Linked DNA regions of Rattus norvegicus: region 2 is linked to region 1. A link is a contact called in public Hi-C data. All regions are on one chromosome and are shown on one strand. Each heading gives the region's core, a stretch centred on a gene start, on an enhancer-like site or on the middle of the called end of the contact. The rest is flanking DNA. Distances are from core to core; before and after follow the strand shown.

Region 1 (5,391 bases), core at 384-2,883:
AATAAAGCCATTCAATAAAATTACACTGTCACATGCCAATGTGTCACACGCCAACAGAGTCGAGGCTGGAGCTGCTGGGATTTCTGGTGGTCAGGGAAACGGTCTCATTCTGTCCGGAAACCAGTGTGTGGTATTCCTTCAAATGGCCCGCATACCACTTGATCCAATAACTGCACTTCTTCATGTTTAGCCAAGGAAAATGGAAGCATATGTTCATACACAAAAACCTGGACGTGAAGGATTAGAGCAGCTTTATTCATAATTGCCCCAAATTGGAAACAGCCCAAATTCCAAATGTCATCTGGCTGTTGAAAGGATAAACTCAGCAATCTATCCATGCATCTTAGCAAGCCACTTGGCAAAAGAACGGACGACTCATACATGCAGCAAGGACAAACTTCTCTTCCTCATTTGTATCATGCTAAGTGAAAAATGCCAGACTTCTGCACCAGATGATTCCATTATGCCCCCTAGAAGAAGAGAATGTTCCAGGAACAGAGAGTCAATCAGTGGTTCCTGGGGGTCCAAGGAGGTCCCGTGGCTGCCAAGGGACATGGGAACACTTTTAGTGACATACCGCTCTGTGTTTTGAACAGTGGTCACATGACCGCACATATATGTCTCTATCCAGAGATGTGCACACAGCAGAGAACACACTCATGGCAGGTAAGTTATACTGTCTAGTTTATAAAATGTCAACAAGGGTCTTCAGATGGGGGACTTTGACATTACAAGTTTCACTATTTTCCTTCAAATGTGTCTTCCCACCAGTTCAACAGGGATTAAGTGTATATGTGTGTCATTTATTGTTCTAAGCATTTTGGGGATCACTACAAAAGTTTAAGACAATCTGGAGTTGTTCATGGACGTGAGGACAGATTTTCCTGTTGAGCCTTTATCTAGAAGCTTATCACAAGTTTCCCTGTGAGTCATGACACCACGTCTCCCGTAGGTCTCCCGTAGGTCTAACGCAGTTTTGTGTTTTCTTAGATTATAGATGAGCGTATGAAGGAGATGGAGAAACTGGCCTATGAACAATGAGATGGAGGGACGCAGGGTCTGGATCCTGCCTGGCAGATTAAGCACACACTCTAGGACGAACTGTGGGTGACTGGAAACAAGAACTCCTCAGCTCACGTAGAATTTTCAGATGTTCGCTACTCAGAAAGAAGGGCAGGACATATTTTTAGTCTCCAGGCCTTAATCTGTGTCTATGACATGACAGTGAAGATGGGGGGTGGTGTGGGGGAAAGGGGGTACATCTATAAATCTTAAAACACTAGAAAGGGTTAGGGTGTTCTTCCCAGCTGAGCTGTGTGGTGGCCCACACCCCCTCCAACATCTGTACGTAAGCCCTTCCTTCTAAATGAGGTCTACCCAAGCACCCTAAAAAAAACCCCAAAACTGTTATCAGTCCTCACAAGCCTAAACAATATCCTGCTCCACGTTCTTTCCCATCGTGCTTATCTTCTTGCTTCAAAGCATTCTTGACTGCTTGGAATGCATGCTGTTCACTGTCACCTCCTTGCTAGAATGCTAGCCCACCATGTCGGAAACCAAAGGCTATTCTGTGCATAGACAGAGAGTAGGTGCTCAGCACGTGTTTGGAAATACACCAAGAATGCTTGCCATTAGCGTTTGCACAGAGATCCCGGACCGGACACACCTCACAAAGTCAAATAGTTACCCTCCTTTGATGATGTAAGATGTTTCTTGTTCCCATTTCAGAGAGAAGGAGACAGGTTAGGAGGATCTGAACCAAGGTTGCCTATAAAACTAGTAAAAAGTGGTACCATGGTCCAGACACAAAAACACCTCTCAACTTGGAAATATGGATCCCAGAAAGCAAAAATGAACACACCACTAGGGACCGTCTGGCACTTGGAAGCCCAGAGGGTTTTGGATTGGCAGGTCTGAGTCCTTAGCTAAGAGTGTCAGAGGAAGCCATTTTAAGGAATACATTCTCCATGAAAAACCTGGCAAGACATGGGAAAAGAGAGGGGCAAGGAAAGGGCTTTTACAGAGCAATATAAGTGGAATTAAACTCGGGTTTTTAAATTTCTCAGTAATTAGATTCAGTTTAAATTCACACATTTTAAAAAGGTAAATGCAGGCTGAATTTCCCTTACCCCATATTTTGGGTAAAATCTACCTAAAAATAAAATCTACCTAATGCTAACAAATTACTAAAATCTCTTCATGTAAGTAAGTAATTTAGTTTCTGTTTTGCCCTGCAGATGGGACAATTTATTATTACTGCTAATGAATCTCTAGGAATTAATTGTTGAGATGGGATTAACAACCCCAAAATAGTTGGAAGAAAACCTTAATTTGGATCATGTTTTCCTAACTCTGTCAGCAGCTTCTGATTATAAAAATAGTCTCAACCCCCTTAGGCGGGACTTACTCTTCCGGTGTCTGCGGAGGGCAGGGTGACCTTTCACTCGCTTTTGATGACCGCCCTCTTGTGGTGGATTGTGAGGATGCACGTCTAGCTTCAGGGTTCTTTGTGAGAGCCCAGCCCCGCGTGGTCTAGAATATTCTGGGATCTCCCTGGTGAAGATTCCCTTGCTCCCCCTTTCTTCTCTTAGAGTCGTAATGTTCTGTAAACACAAGGACAAATGTATTGCTGTTATGTCTATATTGTAATTTTGACTTTATTTTTGTGCCAACTGCTGCTACTGTGGCCAATTTTAGTAGTAATTATTTTCCTCTTCCTGCTTTACAGAGTGTTGTAAGTAAATGTGAATAGAAGAAAACCAAGAAGACTAAAGGAATTTCTTCTCATTCATGCTTTAAACTTCACTCCTCCAAATGGCTGCGACTGTTTTTGTCTGTATTTTCTTCTTTTTTTAAGTAATGTTTTAAGATTTATTTATTTATTCATTATATGTAAGTACAATGTAGCTGCTTCAGACACACCAGAAGAGGGAATCAGATCTCATTACAGATAGTTGTGAGCCACCATGTGGTTTCTGGGATTTGAACTCAGGACCTCTGGAAGAGCAGGCAGTGCTCTTAACCACTGGACCATCTCTCCAGCCCTCTGTTTTTATTTTCTTAAAAATACAAGGCAAAACTGAACAGAAACCAGGAGATGGAGTGCGGTAGCACATGCCTGTATTTAATCTGAGCACCAGGGCTACATAATAAACAAATACATGGACAAAGACATAAACAAACAAATCACCAAAGGAAGATACATGTTGAGGCCTGAGAAATACCAGGTTTGAGATCGTAAGTTCTCTCACTTAGTAGTTGCTCTAAGGCAGTGGTTCTTAACCTGTGGATCTTGACCCCTCTGGGGAGGTCGAATACAGGATATCCTGTATATCAGGTATCTACATTTTGTTTTACAACAATAGCATAATTACAGTTATGAAGTAGCAACAGAAGTAATCTTATGTTTGGGGATCATCATACCATGAGCAACCGTATTAAAGGGTCACAGCATTAGGAAGATGGAGAGCCACTGCCTTAAAGAGAAAGCATAAAGTTTAGTGCTGATGGAAGAACGACATTTGTTTCAACTCTTCTACAGCGTCTCTCATGCACAGACACTGGGTATAGTGTCTCCTGGAAATGTAGACACATGGTTCTAGTTACAGCTGAGCTTGTTTAATGGCTGCCATTTAAATTTTACTTAATCAAGGGGCAATGTATATATATATATGTGTGTGTGTGTGTGTGTGTGTGTGTGTGTGTGTATGTATGTATTTCAGTAACATTCACCTAGACTCCCAGACCCACTTCTGCCTAATTTCATATCCCCCTTTTTTTCTAGATCACTGACTACATTTGTGCTGCCCATATGTGAGTTGTTGTCCTACTATGTGCCACACCTGTGTTAGGGTTTCTATTGCTGCAGTGACCTGCCACGGCCACAAAGCAAGCTGGGGAGGAAAGGGTTTATTCAGCTTGCACTTCTACATTGCAGCTCACCACCGAAGGAAGTCAGGAAAGGAACTCAAGCAGGGCAGGAACCTGGAGGCAGGAGCTGATGCAGAGGCCAGAGAGGGTTGCTGCTTATTACTAGCTTGCTTCCAATGGCTTGCTCAGCCTGCTTTCTTACATAGACTGGTGCCATCAGTCTAGGGATAGCACCACCCACAATGGCTGGGTCCTCCCCCGCTGATCACTACTTCAGAAAATGCTTTACAGTTTGATCTCATGGAGGCATTTCTTCAAGTGAGGCTTCTTTCTCTCTGAAGACTCTAGCTTGTGTCAACTGACACAAAAACCAGCCAGTACAACATCTCTAAAAATCTCTCTCCTTCCTAGGCAGCTAACAGCTGTCAAAACCTCTTCAGCTAGACCTGAGGTCTTGGAAGCCCCTCCCTACTTCATTTGAGAACACTGATTGGCTCAATCTTGGGCAAGCACAGCTGCTGTGATTTCAAGAGCATGGGATTCCTGACACATTCAGAAGACACTGTTTCACCTTGCCCCAGCCCCAGGCCGGCTCTTCAATGTTTGTATTGCCTTTTCTGCCATCCTCCCTGCAGCCTTGTGCAGAGGGATGTGGTACAACTGTCCATTTATGGTTGTGCACGAAAAGTCAGTGTCTTAGGCATTCTTTCTGACATATCAAAAGAGTCTTGGATCTCTAGGATTGGAACAGAATTGAGGTCTGAACTCTCATACTTTTAGCTGTTGTGATCCTTTGAATGAAAATGGCGCCCAAAGGCTCATAGAGTTGAATGGTGGTCACTAGAATTGAGTTGTGGCCTTGTTGTAGGAAGTATGTCATGGAGGGAGTGGGCTTTGAGATTTCAAAAGACCATGTTTAGCCCAGAGTCAGTCAGTCAGTCAGTCGGTCAGTCAGTCTGTCTGTCTCTCCTCCTCTCCTCCTCCTCTTCCTCCTACCCCCCCACCCCTCTCTCTCTCTCTCTCTCTCTCTCTCTCTCTCTCTCTCTCTCTCTCTCTCTCTCTCTCTCTGTCAGCAGATCAGGATGTAGCTCTCAGGCATTATTTCTGCCTGTGTGATGCCACACTTCCCACCATGATAATGGACTAAACATCTGAAACTGTAAGCAAGCCCTCAATTGAATGCTTTCTTTTATAAGAGCTGCCTTGGTCACTGTGTCTCTTCATGGTAATAGAACAGTGACTAAGACAGTAGTGTGACTCTGGGCCCTTACTTCACCTCTCATTGCAAACAGATCACATTCTCCATTTGCTCAAATCAGGTAACTCAGAGGAGGTAATCAGAGCGGTCCACAGCCTTTCATTTAAAACCTCTCATGAAAACTCTCTCACCTTTGTTCATCACCCACTCGTTGTTTACTCATCATAACGTGGCTAGGAAGACAAAATGCTCAGAAACACCAAGCAGATGAGACAGAATGCATTGAAAGTCATTTGTTCTGTGTACCAGGTTTGCCCATCCCA
Region 2 (5,587 bases), core at 1,510-4,009, 98 kb before region 1:
CCTAGTCACTAAAAGGATGAGCCTCTTTGACTGGGACTGTATCTATCACACATCCCTAGTAAGTATCTAGAATGGAAGGAACAAGATCCAACCCCGGGAAAAATTATAAACAGAAAGGAAATTTTTAAAAATTAATTCTTTCTCTACCCACCCCATTTCCCAAAGTCCTATATATGTGTACAGACTTTCTTAAGAGATCCCAGCAAAACACTGATTGTGCAAAAACACACACACATCTAGACCTAGGACTAGGTGAGGTCCTCGACTGGTATTACCATGCAACCATAGGTATCTGAGTCCGGGTGGGTTCTAGCCTGGTCGGAGCCAAGCCTCAACACGAGGGTGAAGACAGAAGGCATGGAGGAAGGAATGCAGGAGAGAAAGGAAGAGGGGGAGACCTCGGGGCCACACTTCTTTCTAGTAGCAACAAAAAGGGAAGCCGCATACTGACCTAAATCATCTCTCAAAGGCGCTTTATAAATTACAGGGACAAAGGGAGGGGGTGGCGGGTGGCCTGGGAACCCCACAGACACCCTACCCTCTGACCCGCCCCCTCCCCCTCCAGCACAAGGGAAGCAAGACAGAAAGCAGCTCAACTCGGCCACGGGCGTGAAGCCCTCATCTGGGTTTCAATTGCCCATCCATCCACCCCCCAAAAGAAACACACGTAAACACTATACCCACCCCGGGGGCGGCTACTCCCGCCCCGGGGCTCCTAGAAGCCGAGGCCGGGGATTTACTTAGTTAGATTTTTCTTGCTTACTCATTTCCCTCAAGCACCCAACCCCCCGTTCCCACTCCAAAACCCCGCTCGGTCGCCTACCCTCCGGCTCCGGCCCCCCGGGGATCCGGGGTCCCCGCGGCGGTGGCTCGGGCCCCCGCGCGGTCCGGGTCACTAACCTGCTGCTGTAAGGGCATTTCCGAAAGCAGCCTGGCTCCGGGGGAGGTGGGGGGCCGGCTGGAGAGGGGGCCCGAGGCCGAGTGGAGCGGCGGCGCCGGGCGAGGGCGGGCGCCGTGGGGGGGGTGGGGACGGGAGAGGGAGGGTGGCGGTGCCGGGTGCGAGGGCGCCGGGACCGTCCCAGGCCTGGGAGCCGGCGAGCAGGAGGAAGTGGGTGCCCCCTCTCCCCCTCCAGCGCCCCCTCCCGCCGGCGCCTCCTCCCCAGTCACAGGCGCGTCCTCCGCGCACGTGTGCGAAACGTCACCGGCGGGTCCCGGAGAGAAGGGACAGATCCTGGCGGCGGGACGGGAACCCGGCTGCCCCCGCCCTCCGTCGCCGGGGGGCGGGGAGGGGGACAGGGCGGGGAAGGAAGGGGCAAGGGGAGAGGCGGGTCAAGGGCAGGCCCGGGGCCCGGTGAGCAAGGCCCCAGCGCTCCGGCCACGCGGGCGCCGCCGCTGCCACCGCGGAGATGCGCCCAGGCCGGAGCACCCGCCCGCCCGCCCCTTGTCGCAGACAGCGCGAGCTCTGGTCTACCGGGGCTCTCAGCTCCACCTCCCCCACAGCGATACCCGTCCACCTCCCAGATCCCCTTTGTTGCCGGGAGCTAGGTCCCCAAAGGTGCCAGGCACTGGCGCCCCAGCGCTCGGAGCACGCCTGCGGGACCCCCGGCCGCCCAGGGGCTGCAGAGGCAGGAGACAGGCTTGCACGCCTCGGGTCCCCCGGTTTACATCCTCTGGGGTCCCCCACTCTCCAGTGCACTACTCCCTCCCCCACCCCCTTCTCCATCCGGGGCGTGACCCCTTCCTACGCCCGAGAAAGAGGAAGCTTCGAGTTGCAAGGGAGGGGAGAGTGGGGGTAGGGAAAAGTGCAGGAAAAGAAGGGGGGGCGCGAAAAGTTTTGGAGTGTTGGATGTGGCTCGCAAAGAGGGACTCCCCACCGCCCCGCGCGCCAGCCCAAGCCCCCATGTCCTCCCAACGTCCGCAGGGAAGCACCCCGAGTCTAACAATAAGCACACGCTGGAGGGACAGCAACGAGGCCCACGATGCTCAGCCTCGCGCTCCCGCGCCACCGCTCCCGGGAGCCCGCCTCCCACCTGGGCTAAGGACACTGAGGAGGGTATTACCGGTGGGCCACCGCCGCCGCCGCGTCCTGCTGCTGGTGGCTGCTGTAGCAGCCCGGCTCTGCTGGAGGGTCCTTGTGGCGTGGTGTAGAGGAGGCTGCTGGCGGCCGGCTCCGTGCCGGGGACACTGGGGAGAAGGGGGCCGGCGGCCAGGGCGCCGCTTTGGAGGGAGGTGGCACAGGACGTGGTGGAAGGGTTCGTGGTGAGGATCTGGATGTACGTGCCCGGGGCGGCGGCGGCGGCGAAGCCGGAGCTGGCTAGCAGTGCCCTTTTGTCCATGGAGGCTGCAGCGGCGGCGGCGACGACAGCCGCCCCCTCCCCACCCCCGGCGGTCACCAGGTACTGCTCCAGGGCGGGCTGGATCCCCTTTCTCATCTCTCGCTCCTGCTCTTTTTTAGTGTTACGATATATTAACGTATTGCTTTCAATTTCTTTATTATTTGCAGCCGGAGTTTCCAAGTCTCTCCTTCTCGCCTCCCCTCCCGGCGCTTCCGAACCCTCTCTCTCTCTTTTCTTTTTATTTTTCCGCACCGCACAGGCCCCGGGGGCCAAAAATAATCGGGGGTCTGGAGAGAGGAGGGTCCCGGCCGCACGGATATCAGGCCCCGAGGAGGGATGGAGGCGTCGGGGGCAGCCGATGCAACGGATTGCGAGGCGGCGGCGGCAGCCCGGGTGCTGCGGCCGGCAGCTGAAAAATGGCTCCAGGAAGCTGCTGCTGACAATGAATGAAGGGATACGGTTTACGCGCCAAGGTCCTCCCGCGAAACTCAGATTTCCCGCCGGCTTTTCAAACCATATTTGCATATCTCCGCCCCTCAACCCGCCGAGGACTGTTCCCACAGTCCATTGGATCGCTGTCGCCTTACTTCGGTACCAATCCTGGAGTGAGGTCGCCACTGGCTGTTTTCCATTGGCTGCCATGCACCATGGTTACCGGGGTGACCTAGGCTTTATTTGCATAGGAAAATCTGATTGGGTGGAAGCAGAGCAGGCTTCTTAGGAGGTGGGGCAAAGTCCTACTCTCCCACGGAAAGCCACGCCCATCACAGGCCCCTCCCTCGCTCCTACCCGCGGGGCTGGCTCTGATGACCTGGGCAGGGACTCTGCCTCGCAGACTCAGTGTGGATCTAGTCTGGAGCGCAAGTTTCGGTTTTGGAGATTGTCAAGGTGACACCCTCAGGGACTTTGTTTCCTTTAACCAATCAGGGTAGTAAATGAAGAACTGGTAGAAATTCTCCCAAATATGTGTCAAAGGCAAGTTGGACCCGGCCTGGCAGGTGGAAAACTGAGCCCTTTAAATCCTAGGTTTCTTCCTTCCTGAAATCCAACCAATGACGTGAGAGCGGATCCGGAGGCCGAGGCTGATAGACAGAAGCATGTGGGCAGACAGAACCGTGGGGGTAGAAGGTTCAGCTGACGCGACTGCAGGCACACTTTAGTTCATATTCCAGATCATTCCTGGCAGCTTCATGATTAGCCCGAATTCGGTTTAAGTAAAAATTAACTCTTTGTTCAGTGAACTCTTGTTACAAGTATAGGTTTGAGTCTAACAAACACCCTCTCTGGCCCAGAAACAATCAGGGGAGTTAATCAGGGCTAACCTAGAACTGATCCGCGGGTTTTTAATCCGCCATGCAGCAATCCAAAGAAGTACAGGCTTTTATGGTGACGTGGGACTTCCAGTGAAAGCTGCCTGCACTCGGCTCTTTACATCCTGAGACTCCAGGAAATTCTTCAGCAAACAGCAAACACTACAACCCAATCCTAACCCAATATATTTTAAAAGAAAGAAAAAATGTATGCACATTTATGTATATATGTAAATCAGAAGATGTCAAGGAAAATGAAATAGTTGTCGAACTGGCTTCTATATGAAAGTGAATACTTATGGATCTTTAAAATGAGGATTGTGGGGCTGGAGAAACGGATCAGTTAGTAAAATGCTTACTTGCGTAAGCGAGAGGACCTAAATTTGATCCCCAACACTCACATTTAAAAAGTTAGGCATGACTGCATGTATCACTAATCCCAGAACGGGGAGATGGAGACCTGAAAATCCTTGGGGCTTGCTGGTCAGCAGTGAAGCTAGTTGGTAAATTCCAGACTCATTGAGCTACCCTATTCTGAAAACTAAGGTAGAGAGCTGTTGAGGAAAACATCTGAGGTTGGCCTCTGACTTGTATGTGCACGTGTATACACAAGCTTGTGCATTCACATGTACACATACACTTGTACATGCACAAGAAAAGTATTTAAGACTGAGGAGGAAGGTGAGGAACGATGTAGACCAGATTTTCATTTAGTAGCTGAGAACTGTGGGAAACAGCTGTTAAGATATATGGTTCTACCTCAGGCACATTATAATTTTTAAATGTAGGGTATTTGGTGGGTTGCTCAGTGGATGATGAGGCTTGCATTACACAGAGTACTTTCATCTGAGTATTATTTATTATTATTGTTGCTATTATTATTATTATTATTATTATTATTATTATTATTATTTTACCCAAACTCACATTCAAACCATATATGAAGCCTAACAATTTGAGTCAGTTCAGGTTAGGACCATTTAATATTTCAGTCCTATTACCATCTCTGGAATTAAAAATATTGTTAAGGGGCTGGAGAGATGGCTCAGTGGTTAAGAGCACTGACTGCTTTTCCAGAGGTTCTGAGTTCAAATCCCAGCAACTACATGGTGGCTCTCAACCATCTTTAGTGAGGTCTGATGCCCCTCTTCTGGTGTGTCTGAACACAGATACAGTATACTTACGTATAATAAATAAATAAATCTTTTTTAAAAAAAAATACTGTTAAGCTTCATGCCAGGCTTGGAAGCACTTTGGTTTTGCATTCAAATTGGTTGAAGAGCCATAGAATTTGTACATTTGAAGATTGGTGGCCAGTAATCTTATTGGCTGTGTTTGTAGAGTCGGTAAGGTGAAATTCAGAAGGCACACATGCCTGGTTGAGTAAGAGGGAGGAGAACCACTTCTTTAATCTTATAACTGTCGCTTTGCATTGTGGATCACTGTGGAGAAAGCTAATACTGTAAGCTAGGACACTGGCAGCTGCGTGATATTCCTGTAGGGAGGTTACTGTAGGGGGAGGGGTGTTGCAACATGTCATCAGAGAGCTGCATCCGACATTACAGACAATACCAGATTTCCGTCTTTGCAAACTTGAGCTCCCCATAGGTGACCAGCAGTAAGGTAAGTAGGGCATAACCCTGGGAGCTGAGAAAAAAGTCTGGTTGGTAAGTCACTAGGACCTGTGTTCGGACCCTAGAATCCATGAGTCCTTGGTGAGAGTCAGCACATTTTAGTACATTTGCACTTAGGGGTCAGTATAATCTGGGTCTCTCTCTCTCTCTCTCTCTCTCTCTCTCTCTCTCTCTCTCTCTCTCTCTCTCTCTCTCTCTCTCTCTCTCCTGCTTGTTTAAAAAGAAAATAAAGGTCAGAGAGATGGTTCAGCTGGTCAAAGTACACTGGTTGCCAAGAGCTACAACTTAGAGTTTGATCCCCAGAACC

What was found. Hi-C and Micro-C count contacts between places; a contact is called where the count stands out from the background.
Region 2: a Hi-C map of liver shows a contact between it and region 1, with 4 times the contacts expected there. The contact joins the promoter of E2f3 here to the enhancer-like site in region 1. A contact is called at or near these places in 9 of 12 Hi-C or Micro-C datasets (the A7r5 cell line, the Rat2 cell line, Schwann cells and 5 more) and 1 of 1 datasets of contacts at active chromatin or transcription factors (oligodendrocytes).

What each region holds. Positions count from the first base shown.
Region 1 is chr17:34,709,088-34,714,478 of GRCr8, reverse strand. No RefSeq gene overlaps it. Among named protein-coding and RNA genes, the nearest start is that of Mboat1, 58 kb to the right of the region's middle. Within about 2 kb of position 1,633, at least 3 of the 93 cell types and tissues checked have an H3K27ac peak or open chromatin away from gene starts, as enhancers often do. A contact at or near this core is called in liver, where this site is marked.
Region 2 is chr17:34,807,588-34,813,174 of GRCr8, reverse strand. It overlaps E2f3 (E2F transcription factor 3), which reads right to left and starts at 2,759. Exons shown (of 7, transcript NM_001137626.2): 1 at 2,061-2,759. The coding sequence starts at 2,432.